Linked DNA regions of Macaca mulatta: region 2 is linked to region 1. The links are chromatin contacts, called in public Hi-C maps. All regions are on one chromosome and are shown on one strand. Each heading gives the region's core, a stretch centred on a gene start, on an enhancer-like site or on the middle of the called end of the contact. The rest is flanking DNA. Distances are from core to core; before and after follow the strand shown. Region 1 has its middle 180 kb from the start of PLPPR4. Region 2 has its middle 84 kb from the start of PLPPR4.

Region 1 (5,134 bases), core at 1,126-3,625:
CAAACTATAGCTTTTCCCCAAAGGAAAAGGGAACGGGAATAGACTAGCTGCTTCGGTAAGCAAAACAGGTAGATAACAAATAAGAGATTATTGGCAGTTTGTCAGGGTCTCTTTGCTAAAACTCCTTGTCAAATGGCTAAGGAAAGACATTGAGAGGAGGCAGGTGTGGGTGCCTTGAGAGCCCGTGAGATCTGTGCTCTTGAAGCATTTTGTATTTTTCTTAATGATGCTTATCTTACTCTACCTTGTAGTATAATTAAAAGGCAAGTTTTCTTCTTCTGAGGTGGCAAGTATAAATTTCAAATCGCAGACAGAAAAGAGTTAAAGGGCTTCTATGTGCCTATCCCAGCCGGCAGCATTTTGTCACGATCTGATTGCAAGGCTGGTTGCAATAGTTGGGAAGCATTTGGCCAGGGGGACAGTTTGAAATAGAAACAAGAAAAGAGTGTAGAGAAGGAAGCCTATTGTTCCCAGCAGTATGGTCTTCTTTATGACCTTGGGCCTGGCAGCTCTTCTTTCCAATATAACACCAGTGGAGCAAAAGGCCTCAAATTGGGGGTAATGGGTAGTAAAGTTCAGTCAGGGGGCAGTTCAGATCTGTCAGGATGCAAATGTGTAACAAGCTTTGTGATCCAGAAAGTGATGGAGAGACTAGACTGCTTCATAATTATTGTCAGGAATGTTCTGGACGAACAATGTGCTGGTGACAATGGGAGCCATAGATTAGATAACTTGGCTGGCTATATCTACTCAATGAATTGTTGTGAGGATGGACTGAGACAGTATGCCTGGGATGGTTGGTTCATTGTAAATGCTCAGTAAGTGTGAGCTGTTACCATGATAAGTCAGGCTCATTACCAGGGCCAGAGATGAGATATGTCCGGCAAGAAAATTTAAACTAGCTGTATGTAGGACAGTACACATTTATTATGCTCAGGCACTTTCCTAGGCATTTTACATATCTACATATCTCCCTTCACTCCTCTATCAAGTATATGCAACATTATCAACATATCCACATACTAGAGGGAGAAATTACAGACTCAGAGAAGTTAAAATGATTTGCTCGAGGATACACAGCTTGTCAGTGCTGGAGCCAGCTTTAGAAGTCTTTCTGATTATGTGCTTTTTTGCAAGGGCTAGTTTTTTTACAGTACTAAGAGATCTGTGTTAGAGAGAAATGAGTTAGAAGGAAGTGGTCTGAACTTTGGAACATAAGGAGAGAGAAATATAAAAATATAAGTGCAGGGGCCCCTCTTCAGTGCCCCCAGGACACTGTGTGCTTCCATAGCTCATTCCATACTGCATTATACTTATGGATTTATTTGGATGGCCTTGTCTAGACTGTATACATCTCAAGAGTAAGGAGATAGCTTTCTATCCCCAGTGCCTTGTACAGTGCCTGGCACTTAGTAGGTGCTTATATATGTTGAATGAGCTAATTTATTAAACTAAGCCCATAATTGTATGGTATAGCAGGCAAACAAAACACGAGTTGAATTAATGGCATTGCAGCAGAGATCTTTGTACAACAAAGTAGCCTGTACTATAAAAAAATTCAGTTTGGGTCAACCAGTTAAACAGAGTGATATACACAGTAACTTGAATGCAGATCCATTTATGCTCATCTTTGTAGTCCCCAAATTCTCAGAACAATTTTACATTGTAGACATTCACAATTTTAAAAATTCATTCATAAAACAAAGTTAACAGTTTAAAATAATGTATGATATTCATATCTTGGTAGGAATTAATATTTCCATAGTGGTTGAAATTTAACATCTTTAAATCTTAATATAGGAAATGTATATGACATTTGTCATTTCAAGGTTCAAGTTCACCTCAAAACCAAATCTAGGCTCTAGATAAAAAGTGAAAAATGGAAAAAAATTCTAGGCCAAATGTTTAGATATTGGAGGAATATTTTGCATGATGCAGAAACAGCCTAAAGTATAATATTTTATTTTTAAACCTCAAGCTCAGTCCTACCATGAACATTACATCTACCTTTGCAAATGGGCACAGCCAGCTACCCAGCATTCCTCTGATAACCTCAATTAGTTTAGATTTGAAAATACAAATTGAAACAAGAAAGAAAGCACTTGAGATGCTGGGAAATGGTATTGATAATACTAAGACTCTGGTGCTTTTATTGTGCTGGTAAAAAATAATAATAGGGTCAAGCAATTGAAAGCTCAATGAGATGAAAACAACCAGGAGCGGGAAGGAGGAGACAGGGGTGAGGGAAGCTGGGAGGTTAGTATCAACTTCCATCTAATTTAGGATTTGGATTAAAAAGCAAAGAAGCTCAAACCTGCTTAAATCATGCTGCCATCTGTGGTTCTGATGTGGCATTTGGAAGAGTAAAAACACATGCTGGAAAATTACCAAGACAAAGAAAAATTCTGGAATGTCAGTACAGGATTTTCCTTTGTGGCTAAAAGGCTGAGTTGCTTTGGAAACATTTGGATTCCTTTTCTGCCTCATCTGTGCTGCAAGGAATCTCTTTTTAAGCTTAGATTTTGCCTTCTATATCAGAAGAAACCTCTGTGGATTAATCAGACATCATTTTCCAGGCTTGTCGAGAAGTTGCATCATTAAGGAATATAAATACTGGTAGTCATTGATTGTCTAACAAGGGAAATTTAAAAAGTCTTGTTTAAGTGGCGTATTATTTAATGAGCTGTCAAGTGTTCTCTTTAGCCCCAGTTTCCATGGAAATTATTTAATTCCAAGAAAGAGTTCAAAGCATTGAGATAGACCGCATGTTTTCAGAGCATCTATGCAGAGAAGCAAAGCAAGAAAGATCTGCATCTTTGAATAGAACAACATTTTTTGTGTTACATGCACATCTTCATTTACACCTTAAAAAAGGTTTCCAGAAAGTTGGCTAAAAATGAAAGGCAATTTTAATTGAAAGACTAATTTTGTATTTTCTATATACATGATTCTATTATGAATCAAAATGGACATATTTTTTAGACATCAAAGGGAAATTATGTGGTCTGGGCACGGTGGCTCACGCCTGTAATCCCAACACTTTAGGAGGCTGAGGAGGACGGATCACGAGGTCAGGAGATCGAGACCATCCTGGCTAACATGGTGAAACCCTGCCTCTACAAAAAAAAAAAATAAAATAAAATAAAATAAAATACAAAAAATTAGCCGAGTGTGGTGGCACCTGTAGTCCCAGCTACCAGGGAGGCTGAGGCAGGAGAATGGCGTGAACCCGGGAGGCGCAGCTTGCAGTGAGCGGAGATCACGCAACTGCACTCCAGCCTGGGTGACAAAGGGAGACTCTGTCTCAAAAAAAAAAAAGGGAAATTATGTGATGCAAAAATATAATGCAATACTAATTTCTGTGAACTCCCTGGATTATAAGAAGAGTTTCTTTCAATTCAAAGGAGTTAAAAAAAATTCTTTCTGGACCAGGCTAGTGGCTGCAGGTATGGTTTAGAATGTGACAGATATCAAGGAAAGTATAATGCCCTCAACTCACAAACAGTTTAATATCTTTCCTGTGCCACCTGCAATCAATGTTTACTATATTCAATATTACCCCATTTAGTTACCGTCTCTCAATGGCAGCAGTGCTGAGCCTCATGGTGAGGGAAAATAAGTTGGACTTCAGAGTCAGAAACGCTGGGTTCCATAACTGACATTGTTTCTCATTAGTTCGGAGGTGGTTGGTAAGTTACTAAATATCTCCAAACCTCAGTTTTCTCATTTGTAGAACAAGAACAGCATTGGCTATCACAAAGTTGTAAAAATTAGATAAGACACTTAGCAATGCTAGCAATTCTATTCACTGTTTTCCAACAGATAGCTAAACATACCATCCTTTACAAAATAGCACTGTCATAATACAAAGACCTCTTTATATTTGTTGCCCAAATGAAATCAAATTCTATTTTCCCTCTTTTTATTCTTTTCAGTAAAGCACACTGATTTTCTTTTGGGGGATAACTGCCTACTGTTATCATTTGAGGTGGATCCAGGCCTAAGAACACTACGTAGTTCCCCTGGCCACAGTGTTTGGTGCAGGTGACCCAATTTGGTCTTTCAGCTGGGGCTGCAGGCAGGCAGGACGGTGTAGGCCTAGAGTCTTTCTCCTCTGAGGAGCCTGACCATGAAGCCCATGGAGGAAAGAAAAGCTAAAACATCATGGGTCTTGACTTTTTGTGAGCTCTTGGAGCCTACATGTGCAAAGTTAAGTCCATTATGTTCTGGACTTTTCATTATATGAGCCAAGAAATTACCTTTTTTGCTTTAGCAAGTTTGAATTGGTTTCTAACACTTCCAACTGGAAGGTTTTTGATTAACACTTCCAAAGATGTAGATCAACTTGGGGGTTGTGGTAAAATTTAAATCTGGGGTAAGATTGTTTTTTATTTGCAACCTATTAATGTAGATGTTCCATGCATTGTGTTATTTCTTTAATGCATTTAGGGCAAAATAATCTAGGCTATTATCTTATTTTTGTATTGGAGTTACAATCAAAGAAGCACAGTAGGGTCTTGCATCATGAGGATAGAAACAGTACAGAAATTTTATTTGAAGCATGTACAAAATAATTCTGCATCTACGCCAGAAGAAAGCACCCTAGCTGTGTGGGTGTGGCATGAATTAGAATGTGACGACTGTGTAGTTCCATCATGAACTTGCTGAACAATTCTGACAGTCCATATTGGAGATTTCCCTCCCAGACTGGCAGGGGTAGACAGAGGTAAAGAGGGTAGATTGCAGTAGAATCGGGACAACAAATTAATGTAACTTGTTATCCTATGGGTTCTATAATACAAATTAATAACGTGGAAAGACTTAAATTTATTCTTGTGAGATAGTGACCTCTTGAAGGATAGAAGACAACTGGAGAAACATCCCGTAATCTTAAGTGTCCACAGAGTGCATGAGGGGAGAGAAAAGACCTCCAGACTCACAGAGTCCTGAGTCTGGTTTAGCCTCTTCAAAACTTGTGTGATCTTGAGCCCACTGATCAATACAGGGTCATGACACTGCTACCTGACATCAGTGTGGGAAATGCAGAATGGATCATTATTTTATTGCCTTTAAAAGACAATGAACAAATTTGAAAGTGAAGTTCTAATATACATAAAAGTCTGCTCCTATCATG
Region 2 (5,134 bases), core at 1,831-4,330, 260 kb after region 1:
AAACTCCATTAAAGAAAAAACAAAACAAAACAAAACAACTCAATATGCAATAGTAAGAAAACATAGAAATCAGTTTTTAAAATGAGCAAACGCTTGGACACTTACCAAGAAGGTTATAAGGATGGCAAATAAGCATATTAAAAATGTTCAACATCATTAGCTGTAAGCGAAATGCAAAGTTAAGCATTAATGAAATATCACCGAATACTTGTTAGAATTCAGAAAATAAAAAAATACTGACAACACCAAGTGCTGACAAGGATGTAGAGCAACTAAAACTCCCATACATTGCTGGTGGTAGTGAAAAATAGTATAGCTATTACATAAAATGGTTTGATAGTTTTTCATCAAGTTAAACATGTAGTTATGACTCAGCAACTCTGACTTTTTGGGAAATGAAAACTTGTGTTCAAACAAAAACCTGTACACAGATGTTAATATAGTAGCTCTCTTCATAATGTATTCCCCAAACTGGAGACAGTGCAAAAGTCCTTCAATGAGTAATGGAGGAAGAAACTATGATACCTCAGTACAACGAAATACTACTCAGCAATAAAAAAGAACAAACTATTGTTTTATATCAGAATTTGAATTAATTTCAAGTGCATATAATGGGAAAAAGAAGTTAGTCTCAAAGGTTGCATATCACATGATTTCATTTATATGAAATTCCCAAAAGATAAAAGATAGAAATGAACAGGAGATCAGTGGTTGCCAAAGGTTAGGGGAATGGGGTGCTGTGATTATAAAGAAATGACACCAGGGAGTCTGAGGTGATAGAAGGAACTCTTTTCATATCCTGATAATGGTGGCAGTTACTTAAATCTATAAAAGTATCAAACTTCAAAGACCTGTACAAGAAAGTCTGTGACTACATGATAATTTAAAAGCAAAATTAGTATTTTTTAAATCCCCATGCTTACAACTGACAAAGATCTGGATGAGTTTGTCAGGTTCTAGCTATAAGGAGCTTATACAATAACATTAGAGGTATTTTCTCTTTCTCGACCTTACAGTTAAAAATCCAAGCAGATCTCTATGTCTCCATGTGTTAAATCTATATGTTAAATATTGTTTGTGTAAGCTATGTTTTCTTCCCTTTATCTGTGTTGGCTTCATTTTGAAAAGCTCTCCCGATAAGACGACAATAATTTCAGGTTTATGTTTGCCCCACAAGCAAAAAGAAGTTACCTCTGGCCAGGCGTGCTGGCTCACGCCTGTAATCCCAGCACTTTGGGAGGCTGAGGCGGGTGGATCACCTGAGGTCAGGAGTTTGAGACCAACCTTGCCAACATGGTGAACCCTCATCTCTCCTAAAAATAAAAAATAAAAAATAAATTAGCTGGGCGTGGTGGCATGCTTCTGTAATCCCAGCTACTTGGGAGGCTGGGCTGAGGCAGGAGAATCCCTTGAACCTGGGAGGGGGAGGGTTCAGTGAGCTGAGATTGCACCATTGCACTCCAGGCCGGGCAACAGAGCACGATTCCGTCTCAAAAAAAAAAAAAAAGAAAAAGAAAAGAAAAGAAAAAAAAAAGAAAGAAAGAAAGAAAGAAAAGAAAAAGAAGAAAAGAAATGATCTCTTTCTCAATAGCTTCAGAGTTTTCTGGGAGGAAACAATTTTCTTTGGCAAAGCTATGTCCTATGCCCATTCCTCAGTGTATCACTTGGAGAGGAGACAGAGGTTTCTCTTTATCTAGGCATCCATTTTATGTCCACTGTTGAGCCAGCCCCATTCATTTCCAGACAAGAATGAAGTAAATGCAGTTGACCAAAGGCATGCTGGACAGGCAGAAAACACGTCATCTCTATTGGACTTAGTGCTGGGAAAGACACTTAACTTCTCTTTGTCTCAATTTGACCATGCAAAAAGGTAATAATAATCATACTTTCTTCAAGCAATGACACCATCTATCCACAGGTAAGCTGGATTGCAAACTGGCTGCTTTATTTGTCCCAGCCATCATCACAAGATGTTAGAGATGGTTAAAATGAGTGAAGCAACAGTGCCATAGTAGCTACATTTCTTACTTATAAAAATCATGGGATGCTAGTAATGAAAGGGTTCATGAAGAGTCACCTGCCTCAGCCCTCTGATTTAAGGGAGGCTATACTTGCACATTTCTAGAAGGAGGAAAATAATATATGCTTACAATTTTCATGGCATAGTATTCTATGATAACTCTTGGTAATGTATTACCACTTTGATTCCATTCTTAGCAATCTCAGAAATGTCTTAAATTCAACTAGGTTTTCATTTTATTGCTTATAGGAAATAACATGAAAACTCACGTCCCATTTTTCTATGTTTAGTAATTTTTTAAAAAGAAAAAATATATCTGGTCACTCTATTTTAAATACCTTCATATATATGGTACTTGAAAATGTTATTAAGTTGTAAATTCCTCCACCAATCATTTGTTCTCCGTACGCTAAACTCTTGATCCACTAAATTTTCTTGACAAGTTGCATTTTTTAACACTTTGAATATATATATTTTAACTCTCCAAAATTTCTGAACAATCTCTTTCAGGGCAGCAGAAATCTGAGCTCTACCCATTTTTTTCAGTAACAACTAAAAACTCCAGAAATGTCTTCAGAAGACGAAAAGAAGCACGGGGTCTGGAGAAAAGGTTATTCGAGGATTCTGAGGGAGCCCCAACACTTTCCAGACCATCTGGCTGAAATCTAATTGCTAATGAAATGAACAGATTTTTTTTTTTTTTATCCACAAGTATAGCCTAAGGGAATTAAGCCAGGATTTTCGAGAATGCCTGGCACAAAAGAGTTGTTGTCAAAGAAAGCTAAAAAGGATAGTGATAATGATAGTACATTAAACCACACAAAATATATATTTTCATTTGCTTTTGGAGAAGTGAATTAGGGCTGCTTATGTAATGAATTATTAGTACCCACTAATTCAGCTGCACTAATGAGAATCAATTTAATTTCTCAAATCTATTATAAAAAATGAAGACCAGCCAGGACTCAGATTTTGTTTTCCCTGAAAAAAACTGATACTGTAGCTTTAATTGTGCATGGAACTGAAAAGGTTGTCATGGAGATGGGAATCTGTGATAGGTCTGCTCCACTTCGCTGGCCTTGTTCTGAGCCTGAAGTGGAAGGTTCTATTGTTAGAGTAGGATTTCAATTTCTTCCAATAAAACCTGTGTTTAGATTTTTTTCAGGGCAATTTTGTTCCTGTTGCTATCTTTTGTGTTACGAAAACAGTGAGAGTGCTTATAATGACAATAATGAGACTGTTTTAGAATATTCTGTTTGTGATTGCTGGAGAGCACAAAAAACGGTGTCCAACAAACTGTGATAGTCACTGCAGGCTCCTGTAATCGTTTGGAAACGTTTGCCACCTAGTGGCGGCAATTGAGAAATGCTGAGAGATAGTAAACATTGTTACCTCTTGGCTAGTAGGAAGCAGAAAGAAAAGAGAATAAGAATATCTACCTCTATAAATAGATTCTTCATTTCATTTTTCGTTAAGATATAGAACAATTTTGATTTCCCATTCTTATTGCGTTATTTTAAAAAATAATATTTTAAGGGTATTTGCTTATTTCATTTAAATATTGAAATTACTGACATAACATTGTTTATATCTATTATATTTTAACATTTATAGAATCTAAAGTAATATCCCATTTTTTATTTCTGAACTTTTTGACTTCTCTTTTTTTCTTGACCTTGGGGATTATAAATTGTGTTATATTTTTGAAGGACCAACTTTTGGTCTTCTTTATTAATTTTATGTTTGTTTTCTCTTCACTGGGCTTCTGCGTGTGTCATTATCTTTTTCTTCAACTTTAATTGGATTAATTTGCTTTTCTCATAGCTTCTTCAGATAGATATGTAGAGTGTTGATATTCAATATTTTTTTCTAATATATGCATATAAGCTTGTACATTTTACCTGTGCATGACTTTAGTTGCATCCTACATATTTGGATATGTTATCATTTATTTCCAAACATTTTCTAATTTTCATTGTGATTACTTGCTTTCTCAACCATGTTTTAACACCTATATACCTGATAGCAATTATTAAGGGTTTTTTTTCTGTTTATCTTTTTGTTACTCCTTTCTAGTTTAATTCTACTTTCTGCAGAGAATGGAACCTCCTCTGATATTTAAAATAAATAAACTGATCCATCAAAGAAATTATTATTTAATAGACTTCTGGCCACTGTTTACACCTGGTGCTTCTCTTCATGCTGTTGCTTGGAATACCTTGAAGGATCAGCTCACATGTCAACTACCCAGTCAAATATTGGTCAATCCCTTCTTTTGATATTTCCTTAATCACAATTAATTTCTCCTTCTATTGTGCTCCCACAGTCTTTTGTTCTTTCTACTGTTACAATACCGCTTCTGTTACATTATATCTAGAGGTAAGCGTGTGTGTGTGTGTGTGTGTGTGTGTGTGTGTGTGTGTGTGTGTAGCCATCTTTTGCCAGATTAAGAATTTCCTTGAGAGAAAAATGTTTTATTCCTTTTTTATTCCTCTGTACCTACATTACTAGCAGGGGTGTGGTAGGTTTCCCATAAATATTTATGAAATTAATGAATTGTCTGCCTTTTACTTTTCAGCCTGTCCTGAACCATTCTGCATCCCCTTACCTTTATTCTTTTTATTCCTCCTCAGTAGGATGGTGTCCCCTGCTACAGGGCCTTTGCAAATGGTTTCGTCTGCCTGGAATAACATTCTTTCCTCACCTTTTCCACCTGGTTAACACTGACTCATCCTCTGGTTCTCAGTTCAGGTATCTCCCTTTGAAGGACGCTTTAACCCAGCCCCTGACCAGGTAATTCTCCTTATGATACACTTTCATTGTATAATATTGTTATTCTTAGTGCTCATAAAATTTTTAAAGTTTTCCACAAAAATAGTTATAAGAGAGAAGTTACAAAATCAATTTGAAAAAAAATATTTAACATTATTGAAAACAAAAAACACAGACCAAAACTATTTGAAGGGAACAATCCTCATTTGAATACTTGACTTATTGCAAAAAGAATCTCCCCTTAGCCCATATATGTATTGAAAACACTCAGTTATGTCTCTTGGTGGAATTTTCACAGTCTCTCTTCAGTCAGTAAATACACAAACAACCCCAAGCATGTGT

What was found. Hi-C and Micro-C count contacts between places; a contact is called where the count stands out from the background.
Region 2: a contact with region 1 is called in a Hi-C map of fetal cortical plate, with 2.8 times the contacts expected there. The contact joins two enhancer-like sites. A contact is called at or near these places in 6 of 14 Hi-C or Micro-C datasets (CD4 T cells, cortical neurons, fetal cortex germinal zone and 3 more).

The regions. Positions count from the first base shown.
Region 1 is chr1:140,805,931-140,811,064 of T2T-MMU8v2.0, forward strand. No RefSeq gene overlaps it. Among named protein-coding and RNA genes, the nearest start is that of PLPPR4, 180 kb to the right of the region's middle. Within about 2 kb of position 2,376, at least 7 of the 40 cell types and tissues checked have an H3K27ac peak or open chromatin away from gene starts, as enhancers often do. A contact at or near this core is called in fetal cortical plate, where this site is marked.
Region 2 is chr1:141,067,246-141,072,379 of T2T-MMU8v2.0, forward strand. No RefSeq gene overlaps it. Among named protein-coding and RNA genes, the nearest start is that of PLPPR4, 84 kb to the left of the region's middle. Within about 2 kb of position 3,081, at least 16 of the 40 cell types and tissues checked have an H3K27ac peak or open chromatin away from gene starts, as enhancers often do. A contact at or near this core is called in fetal cortical plate, where this site is marked.